Linked DNA regions of Sus scrofa: region 1 is linked to region 2. A link is a contact called in public Hi-C data. All regions are on one chromosome and are shown on one strand. Each heading gives the region's core, a stretch centred on a gene start, on an enhancer-like site or on the middle of the called end of the contact. The rest is flanking DNA. Distances are from core to core; before and after follow the strand shown. Region 1 holds the start of C14H1orf198. Region 2 holds the start of DISC1 (disrupted in schizophrenia 1 protein).

Evidence for each region. Hi-C and Micro-C count contacts between places; a contact is called where the count stands out from the background.
Region 1: a Hi-C map of skeletal muscle shows a contact between it and region 2, with 9 times the contacts expected there. The contact joins the promoter of C14H1orf198 here to the promoter of DISC1 in region 2. A contact is called at or near these places in 1 of 5 promoter capture datasets (fetal liver) and 2 of 47 Hi-C or Micro-C datasets (liver and skeletal muscle).

Annotation. Positions count from the first base shown.
Region 1 is chr14:59,515,372-59,519,785 of Sscrofa11.1, forward strand. C14H1orf198 reads left to right here and starts at 1,383. Exons shown (of 4, transcript XM_001927098.5): 1 at 1,383-1,767. The coding sequence starts at 1,435.
Region 2 is chr14:58,961,143-58,965,367 of Sscrofa11.1, forward strand. It overlaps DISC1 (disrupted in schizophrenia 1 protein), which reads right to left and starts at 2,812. Exons shown (of 13, transcript XM_021073577.1): 1 at 2,365-2,812.

The DNA.
Region 1 (4,414 bases), core at 133-2,632, 550 kb after region 2:
TCCGAGACCTGTTACAGTGTTGTGCAAATCAGCCAAGATAGAAAAGCAGACAGGGCTCTGCACAACTTTGATAGATGTATTCTGGGACACACCTGGCCCCCAACTACTGGGATGCCTATGAAACGACTCCTCTACTCAACTACTCCTCTGCCTGAAAACTTTCTGCTGCTCTTCAGTTGGTTTGCAAACATCCAACTGCCAAGAGTTTTGCGATTTCTGAGATTCCAAAGGAAATCTTGGAGAACGCAAAGGCCACTCGGCAGGCTTCGGAAAAACGCCTTCACCTGCAGAAGCAAAGCGAAGAACAGATTCACCAGCCCGCCGGCCCGATGCCTGCCCAGAAGTTCCGAGCTCTCTCCTTTTGGGGAAAAGCGCTATAAGGATAAGCTACCTGGCGCTTCATTTTACTCCTGTCTTTTCAGGAGGCGCGGGAAATGATTTTCTTTAAACACTCCCGACACCAGTCCAGTCTCCCCAGCTCTCTTCCGTGCCCTCGCTGCCCGGCGCCCACCCCTTCTATCAGCTCACCGCTCTGGGACCCTGGCCCAGGTCTTGGGATGGCTCAAAGAAAGCGAAGATGGCTCAACGGGGACAGGGACATGATAGGAATAAGGCGGCCGTTGGCTCAGTCCAGAAATGCCGGGCTTTCTTAAGCACAGCGGAGGGAGAGAAAAGTTTCCTTTGTCAAGCGACCACGTGGCGCTATGGCGGTCACTACCAGCAATCCTGCCAGAACGCCGGGTGCAGACTTGGGGACACGCCAGTCATCTCCCGCGCTGGCCAAGGGAAGCCCCGAAAAGTGGAGGCACCACGGAAGCCGAAGACAGCAGATCTGGAGGATGCTGTGAGGAGCGGAGGGCGGGATCCTTGGGGGGGTGCATGGGGCGGGATTCCCGGGGGTGGGAGGATGCGGGAGGCGGTGTTCCTGAAGGTGGGGGCCGCGGAGGGTGGGGTTCTCGGGGGCGGGGTGGACGGATGCAAGGGGCGGGGTTCCGGGGGTGGGGGCGTAGGGGGCGGGGTTCCCGGGGTGGCACGCAGGGGGCGGGGTTCCCGAGAGTGGGGGCCGCGGAGGGCGGGCCTCCCGGGGATAGGGACGCAGTGGGAGGAGTTACCGGGGTTGGGGCATGAGAGGTGGGGTTCCAGATGCGGGGGGCCCACGGAGGGCAGGGTTCCCCGGGGGTGGGGGGCGCAAAGTGCGGGGATCCAGGAGGAAGAGGTGGGCGTGAGCAGGGCTCCCGGAAGCAGCGGGGCGCGGAGGGCGGGGTCGCCGGAGTTGGGCGGGCACGGGGTGGGACTGCAGGAGGTGGGCGGGCTCGGGAGGCGGGGTTCCCGGGGGCAGTGGGGCGCTGCTCGCGGGGCGGCGCGGGGGGCGGTGCTCGGGCCGCAGGGCGGGGGTGGGGGCGGCGCGGGCGGGGAGCGACGGGCTGGCAGGGCATGGCGTCCATGGCGGCGGCGATCGCGGCCTCGCGCTCGGCGGTCATGAGCGGGAACCGGCCTCTGGACGACAGGGAGCGGAAGCGCTTCACCTACTTCTCGTCGCTGAGCCCCATGGCCAGGAAGATCATGCAGGACAAGGAGAAGATCCGGGAGAAGTACGGGCCCGAGTGGGCGCGGCTGCCGCCCGCGCAGCAGGACGAGATCATCGACCGGTGCCTGGTGGGGCCGAGCGCCCCCGCGCCCCGCGACCCCGGGGACCCCGAGGAGCTCGCGCGCTTCCCCGGGCTGCGCGGGCCCACGGGCCAGAAGGTGGTGCGCTTCGGGGACGAGGTAAGTACGGGCCGGGCCCCTACCCGCGCCCCGAGCGCCCCCGGCCGGGCGGACACCTGCCGGCTAGTGGCCGCCGCCGGCAGGCGCGCGGGCAGGGGCTGCAGAGGAGAAGGTGCAGGACCCGGAGTGGGTGGGAGGGACGGCCCAGATCCGGAGCTCTGGGGGCCGGGGCTCCCGGGGATAGTTTGGAGTATCTCAGAGAGGAGGTCTTTCTAGACCCTCCACCGCGACTTGCCCCGCCGGGCAGCATGGGACCCGAAACCGCTCCCAGAGCTAAAAGGCAGACCGAAGTGGCAAGAAGAGCAAGGGATTAAAGCCAGGCAAACCTGAGTTCTGTTCCACTCTGCCATTTAGCTGTCTGGCCATGGGTCACCTAACCTCTTGGGGCCTCTGTACCCCCGGGGAAACCGGGAATAGTAGTACCCATCCCAGGCCTGCCAGGGAAGGCGATCAGCAAGTTGTATATATATATATATATATTAATATTAATTATATATATATATTAATATTAATTGATGAGCTGTGTGGGGAGCGTGAAATTGTGAAGATAACAAGCAGGAAGAGGTGCCTTCCAGGGTTAGGAGGCAAAATCCGAAGCCCTAAGATGTTTCCGAGGAATCGTGCTGTGAAGCTTTGTTTTGGGAGTGAGCTTGGTGGTCCCGTTTTCCCACCAAAAAGCTAATGTAGACGTTTACACAAGCCCTGGGAAGACTTTGGTACATATAAGGGCATGCATGGGCCTCTGACCTAGACATTCATTGTGCCGGGACTTTTTGGAGGGGCGGTCATTGTGAAGGGAGAAAAGACTCAGACCCCAGGGAAGAAACCTCAGGGATGACCCACACAAAATTGTTCTGTGCTGCCCAGAAAGTTGGTCTTTTTCTTGGGAATGTGGTTACCTAAAACCTGTTGGGTGCCATTAGAATTTGCCTTCAAACTCAACTTTTGCTGTGAAGGTCAAAGTGGGACAAGCAGACTGAGAGGTTGGCATCCTGTGAGGGCCTGGAGGCTGCGGGGAGGAGGGGCTGGGCTTGGAGAGGTTTTCCGAGGAAGTTGTGAACGGTGGAAGGAATTCTAGTTAAGAATGAGGCTTAAATCTGAGTTTTAGGCGTGGGTGTGCTGAGACACTTATTAATACAAAATGTTTGTGGCTATAAACCCACTTGAATGCGAGGGAAGTGTGAGAGGACGGAAATATGCTGCCAGCGTTGCCATATCCTGACAGAATTAAAAGAAAAGTCTCAGAAGGCTTTGCCAGGAAAAACGAGGGTGTGGTAAACGGAAGAGATGAGAATATAGGTTTGAAATATATTCCTAGAGCTGAAACATTTTTAGTGTGAAAACATGCACCTCTCCAAAGACATTTGCAGGGTTGGTGCTCAGATCTGGGTGATGGAAAAGCAGGCAGGCCCTCTTTGGAAAAGTTAGGAATACATGACTTATGCGAAGACATAAACCTGCAAGTACTTAGAGATGTTGGAGCGTGACTGTCATTTTCCCTGAGCTTGCTGTCCGGCTAAGAATATACACATGCCTGCTCATCATCAACAAGCCCAGGCCCTAAAAGGGCCCAGTGTGGCTGATAAGGGAAGAAGACATGGCCAATTTTCTACTCTTGATTCCTTACCTGGGCGTCAGACCAAGCTGTTAGTGAATTTGTGAATCTGTAAACCTAAAGCCATTTAACAGCCAACGGAACTTTTCATTGTGGTCTCTACCTGTCCTTCTGGGAGCAGAAGGGCCCTGGTTTTCAGAATTGAGCTCAGCTTTGTGAAATGGGCTGGGAGCGTGTGTTGGAATGCCTCTGACCAGCCTCTCAGCGCGCATGGCAGAGAGAGAGTTTGAGGAGAGGTACAGAGGGACATTGCCTAGGGTGTATTTTTGCCTGCAGCAAAATACAGTGTGATTTAATTGCACTGGAGTGTCTACAACGTGTTCCTGGTACTTGGCAAGAGGTTGGTAACAGAGTGGACCTGTTGTCTCAGGCCCAGGAGGAGGGCCATTTGTGGAGGAAGGCGGGCTCCTGGGCACAAGGCAAAGGACAAGGTGAGGATAGGCTGCTGGGCAGAGTGGCCTGAATAAGTGGCCCCAGCTGTATCCAAAAGGGCCCTGAACCAGACTGAGGAGGGCAGTCCGACCCTTCCCATTTGCTCTGTCTTCAGATGTGGTTCTCAGGGCCTTCCCGGCTGCTCCTGGAACAGAGAATGCTCCCCAGCACCCTCCAGTGCCCTCCTAGCTCCACTCCATACCCTCCCCCAGCATCTCCAGTTGCCTGCTGATGAATGGGTGCTCAGGTGAACCCCAGCTCTTGCTTTAGCCTGTGTCTGACCTTGGATGATAAACAGGGCGGCCCACGTAGATACTCAGGAAAGACCACTTGGGATACTGGGCTCTGAGGGCCTTTTCCTAAGGCTGTAATGGGAAGCTCTGGGCTTGGGCGTGAGTCTTGGGTTTGAATTTTGGCTCTCCATCCACCAGCCTTTTGACCGCGGTAAATCGCTAACCTCTCTGAGCTTCAGCATCTTCCCTTGTACAATGGGAGAAACATAAATAGGATGATAGGAGTTCCAGCTGTGGTGCAATGGGATCGGCATCTCTGCAGCACCAGGTCGGTGCAGATATGACCCCAGCCCTGCACAGTGGGTTA
Region 2 (4,225 bases), core at 1,562-4,061:
TGTTGGTGGGATGACAGGGGTATTCAAAGTTCTTTTTCTTTTTCTCCTTTTGTGTGTGTGTGTTTAGGACCCCACTTTTAGCATGTGGAGGTTCCCAGACTAGGGATCAAATCAGAGCTGTAGCTACTGGCCTATGCCACAGCCACAGCAACACCAGATCTGACCCATGCCTGTGACCAACACCACAGCTCACAGCAAAACGCCGGATCCTTAACCCACTGGGCAAGGCCAGGGAATCAAACCTACATTCTCAAGGATACTAGCCAGGTTCCTTACCAAAACTCCTCACTCATACTTTATAGTCTATAACTATGGAGGGTATATTATTACCAATGATCTAACATAGGTCTGCTCTGAACCACAGCTTTTCTCCAGAACTTCAGTTTGGCCAATGGTTGAGAACACAAATGTGAGAGGCAGGCACACCACAGGTTTGTTTTTTTTTTTTTTTTTTTTTTTTTTTTTGACCACAACCTTGACTTGGCGAGGGATCGAATCCCAGCCACAGCAGCAACCTGAGCCATAGCAGTGACAACACCAGATCCTTCATCCAAGGAGCCACCAGGGAACTTCCCTGGCTCTACCCTTAACAGCTATAGACTTTGGAAAAGAAGCAGTTTTGTACAGAGAAAATGAAGGTTGTGAGTATCTGCCTTACAGAGGTTTGGGGTGGATTTCATCAAAGCAACTCCTAACAGACTGCCTGGCCATTGCAGCCTCTAAAAAACTGTACATATCATCATTCTCTCCTGGTAGCAGTGATGTCGTCAATTTGCAAAGTGACTCATACCTCGAGATGTGCTCAGATCTTTCACCTCATTGGATCCTCGGGCAGCTCTATCAGTCCAAAAAGTCATAGCCCTCATCTTTCTTTTTTCTTTTTTTCTTTTTTTTAGCTGCACTCAAGGCATACGGAAGTTCCCGGGATCTTCTCAGGGATTGAACCCAAGCCTCAGGAGAGACAATGCTCGATCTTTAACCCACTGTGCCACAGCAGGAACTCCCTTTCATCTTTGTTAATAAACAGATAAGGAAACTGAGGCTCTAGGTCACACAGCTTAGAAAGCAGATCCAGGCCTTTTTTTGCTCAGTGACAGAATTTCAAGTGACCCTCAAAAGCCTTCACGGGCCATGCTGGGGCTTAATAACATTAAACGCCTTTTCAAATACTCTGCTATTCATACTTGAATCAAATCAAACTGATTTTTCTACATCACTCCAAAATAATTGGGTTTTGATTAGTAAAAAGAGCAGCTCAGGTTATTATTTAGAGAGTACTGTGTATTTCAGCACTGGGCTGGGCACTTTAAACCCACAGCAACCCTAGAGGTAGCATTGTCATTGTCCCCATCTCATAAATGGAGCAACTAAGGCACATCTCAGGATTGAGATGCAGGCTGACCATCCCCAAGCCCAGCTCTTAAGACTCTGGTATTATCCAAATCGCATTTGCCTAACTGACCATACATTTTGCAAAGGGCTTTCACACACAACAAAACTAGGCACAGGGTGGGGACGGGTGAGTAGTGTTCTCTTCTACATTTAGGAAACGGGGGCTCAGAGACGTTAAGGGCTCTGTCAAAGTTAGTGGGTCCTCTTCTGGCCCAGCAAGAACATACAGCCAGCACCCCTGACTCCAACGCTCTTTCTCTTCCCAAAGTCTCAGGTTCCTTTGCACGCATTTCAAAAGCGAGAGGGTAGGGGAGCTCTTGCCATTCCTGAAAAGCAGCCGTGCACTTAATGGCCCTCAGCGTCACCCCCGAGCTTTGACAGCGAGAGCCGTGCTCCGAACGGTGGAAGCAGAGCGGTCTCTCGGAGCCTGCGTGGGCGTTACTACCGCGGAGGAAATGGGAGGTGAGATTGTCCGCAAAGCAGCCCCCTTGAGGCGGTGCCAGCACCACGTCCCTCATTCCACCCCCGAACCCCTCCCTCCATGTCCCAGATGGGGTGAAACCCGAACCCCGGCTGGGTGTCCCGACTCAGTCTGGGGGGGGGGGGAGAGGAGGGGAACAGGGCGGCGGGGTTGTCCCCTTGTCCCGCGGGCGTGCGAGTGAGGACGCAAAGCGACGGAGGGAGCAGTCCCCGCATGCATCCAAACCTGAACGCGCCCCTTCCTGGGCCACCAGGACACACGGGGGCGGAAAAGACCTGGACAGCTCCCCAAACTGAAGCTCCAGGGATCTCAGCCCAGCCTTCGGGGGAACCTGACCCGACATCAACCCCAACTCTGCACACCACGCGCCCTGCCTCAGTTTCCCTCACCCCACAAGGGTGCACCGAACCCAAGTTGTCAACAGAGGCGCACCCCAGATCTGCACCCTCCCCGCCCGGCTTCTGCCGGGCCGCCGTGACAGCAACCCCTACCTGCGCGGTGGCCCCCGGCGCCACCGCCGGGGCGCCCTGGGGATCCCCGCCCAGCATGCGCCCCGCCCGCTGCTCCCGCTCCGCCTCCGCCGCCTCCAGCTCCTCAGCTGCCGGCCGCTCGGTGCGCCCAGAGGCCCGACGCAGAAGGAAGCGAGCGGCCAAACCGGACGGGAAGTGGGGAGGGGGCTGGCGAGGAAGGGGGAGGCTCCTTCCTTCTCCCGGGCGGGGCGGGCGGTTTCCTCTCCAGCTTCAGCCCCGGCACGCGCGCGCGCACATACACACGCGGGCACACGCGCGCGCGCGCGCTGGGGCGGGCGGGGCTGGTAGGCCGGCAGCTTGTGTCCCGGACCTCAGAAAGTTTGCTTTTCACTCTCGCTCTTTGCTGGCCGAGAACCAGAGGGGAAGTGCGGTGGGGAGAACGGGCGTTTGGGGAAGAAGAGACTGAGAGGCCTTCCTAGAGGGAGAGGGACGTCCGCAAAGCTGCCTCCCAGACACAAATTAGGGAAGTGGCCGAAGAGCTGATGGACGTGATCGAGGGGATATGTTTAGCAAGGGACGCGGGGAAGGAGGACGTGGGGAAAGAGCGGGGCGAGCAGTTCAGAATGAAATGAGACCCACTGTTTGAAGCTCCTGGCAGCACTGGACGGGTCCTTCGCACGTTAGGCAGCCAGCCCAGGACACAACTGTGATCCGTGCGGAGCCCTTAAGCCAGCCAACTCACCTCCTCCTCCGTCACGGTTCATTCTTCGTTGGGGGAGGCACCTGGAGCATCACTGAGGCTGCAGCTGCCAGAAATGGTTCTTGCCCTTAGGACGCTCCCCTCCAGGGGAAGATGAACACCTGCTATAAAACTTGGCATGTGAATACTCTTGTGTATGGGATGGATGGTCAGGGGGACTTGCCCAATAGCACAGGGAACTCTAACTGGGTATTCTGTGGTAAACTATATGGGAATGGATATGTGTATATGGGTTACAGAATCACTTTGCTGTACAGCAGAAATTAACACAATATTGTAAATCAACTACACTTCGGTAAAATCTTAAAAAAAATAAATAACAGGAGTTCCCGTTGTGGCTTAGCAGGTTAAGAATCCATCTAGTATCCATGAGGATGCGGTTTCCATCCCTGGCCTTGCTCAGTGGGTTAAGAACCCGGTATTGCTGTGAGCTGCAGTGTAGGTGGCAGATGTGGCTTGGATCTGGTGTTGTTGTGGCTGTGGTATAGGCCAGCAGCTACTGCTCTGATTCAACCCATAGCCTGGGAACTTCCATATGCCGCAGATGCGGCTCTAATAAGAAAAGGGAAAAAAACAAAAAAAACACTAAATAGCAGTACAGTTGAATTTGCCATGGCCAGAGGTTTGGCACAAAACATTGCAGAAGTTTGGGATAAGAGGGAGTGTTGTGAAGAGGGGTCAGAAGGGCTCCCTGAGCATTCTCTTGTGGCACAGTAGGTTTAGGGTCAGCCTTGTCTCTGCATCGACTCCGGTGGCTGTTGCAGTGCGGGTTCAGTCCCTGGCCAGGAAACTTCCACATGCCGTGGGTGCCACCAATAAAGGGGGGGAGGGGTCCAAGGAGGGAGGGACAGGAAGAGAGAGACAAAGGAAAGAACGAAGGGAAGGAGGAAGGAAGAGAGGCTGGCTCCCAGGAGGAAGGGGAAGGATCTTGTTACAACTAAAGAAGGCTCAAGGTCTTTCGAAAGATTAGACCCTTGTGAGTGAAACACCTGGATGTGCTTAAAAGTCGGAAGGTTGTGGGACAGAATGACTATGAAGGTTGATATGCAGGACGTGGGAAGGTGGCAGAGGAACAAAAAGTTGGATCTGCCCAAATGTAATGAGGTAGACCACGAAGCAGTG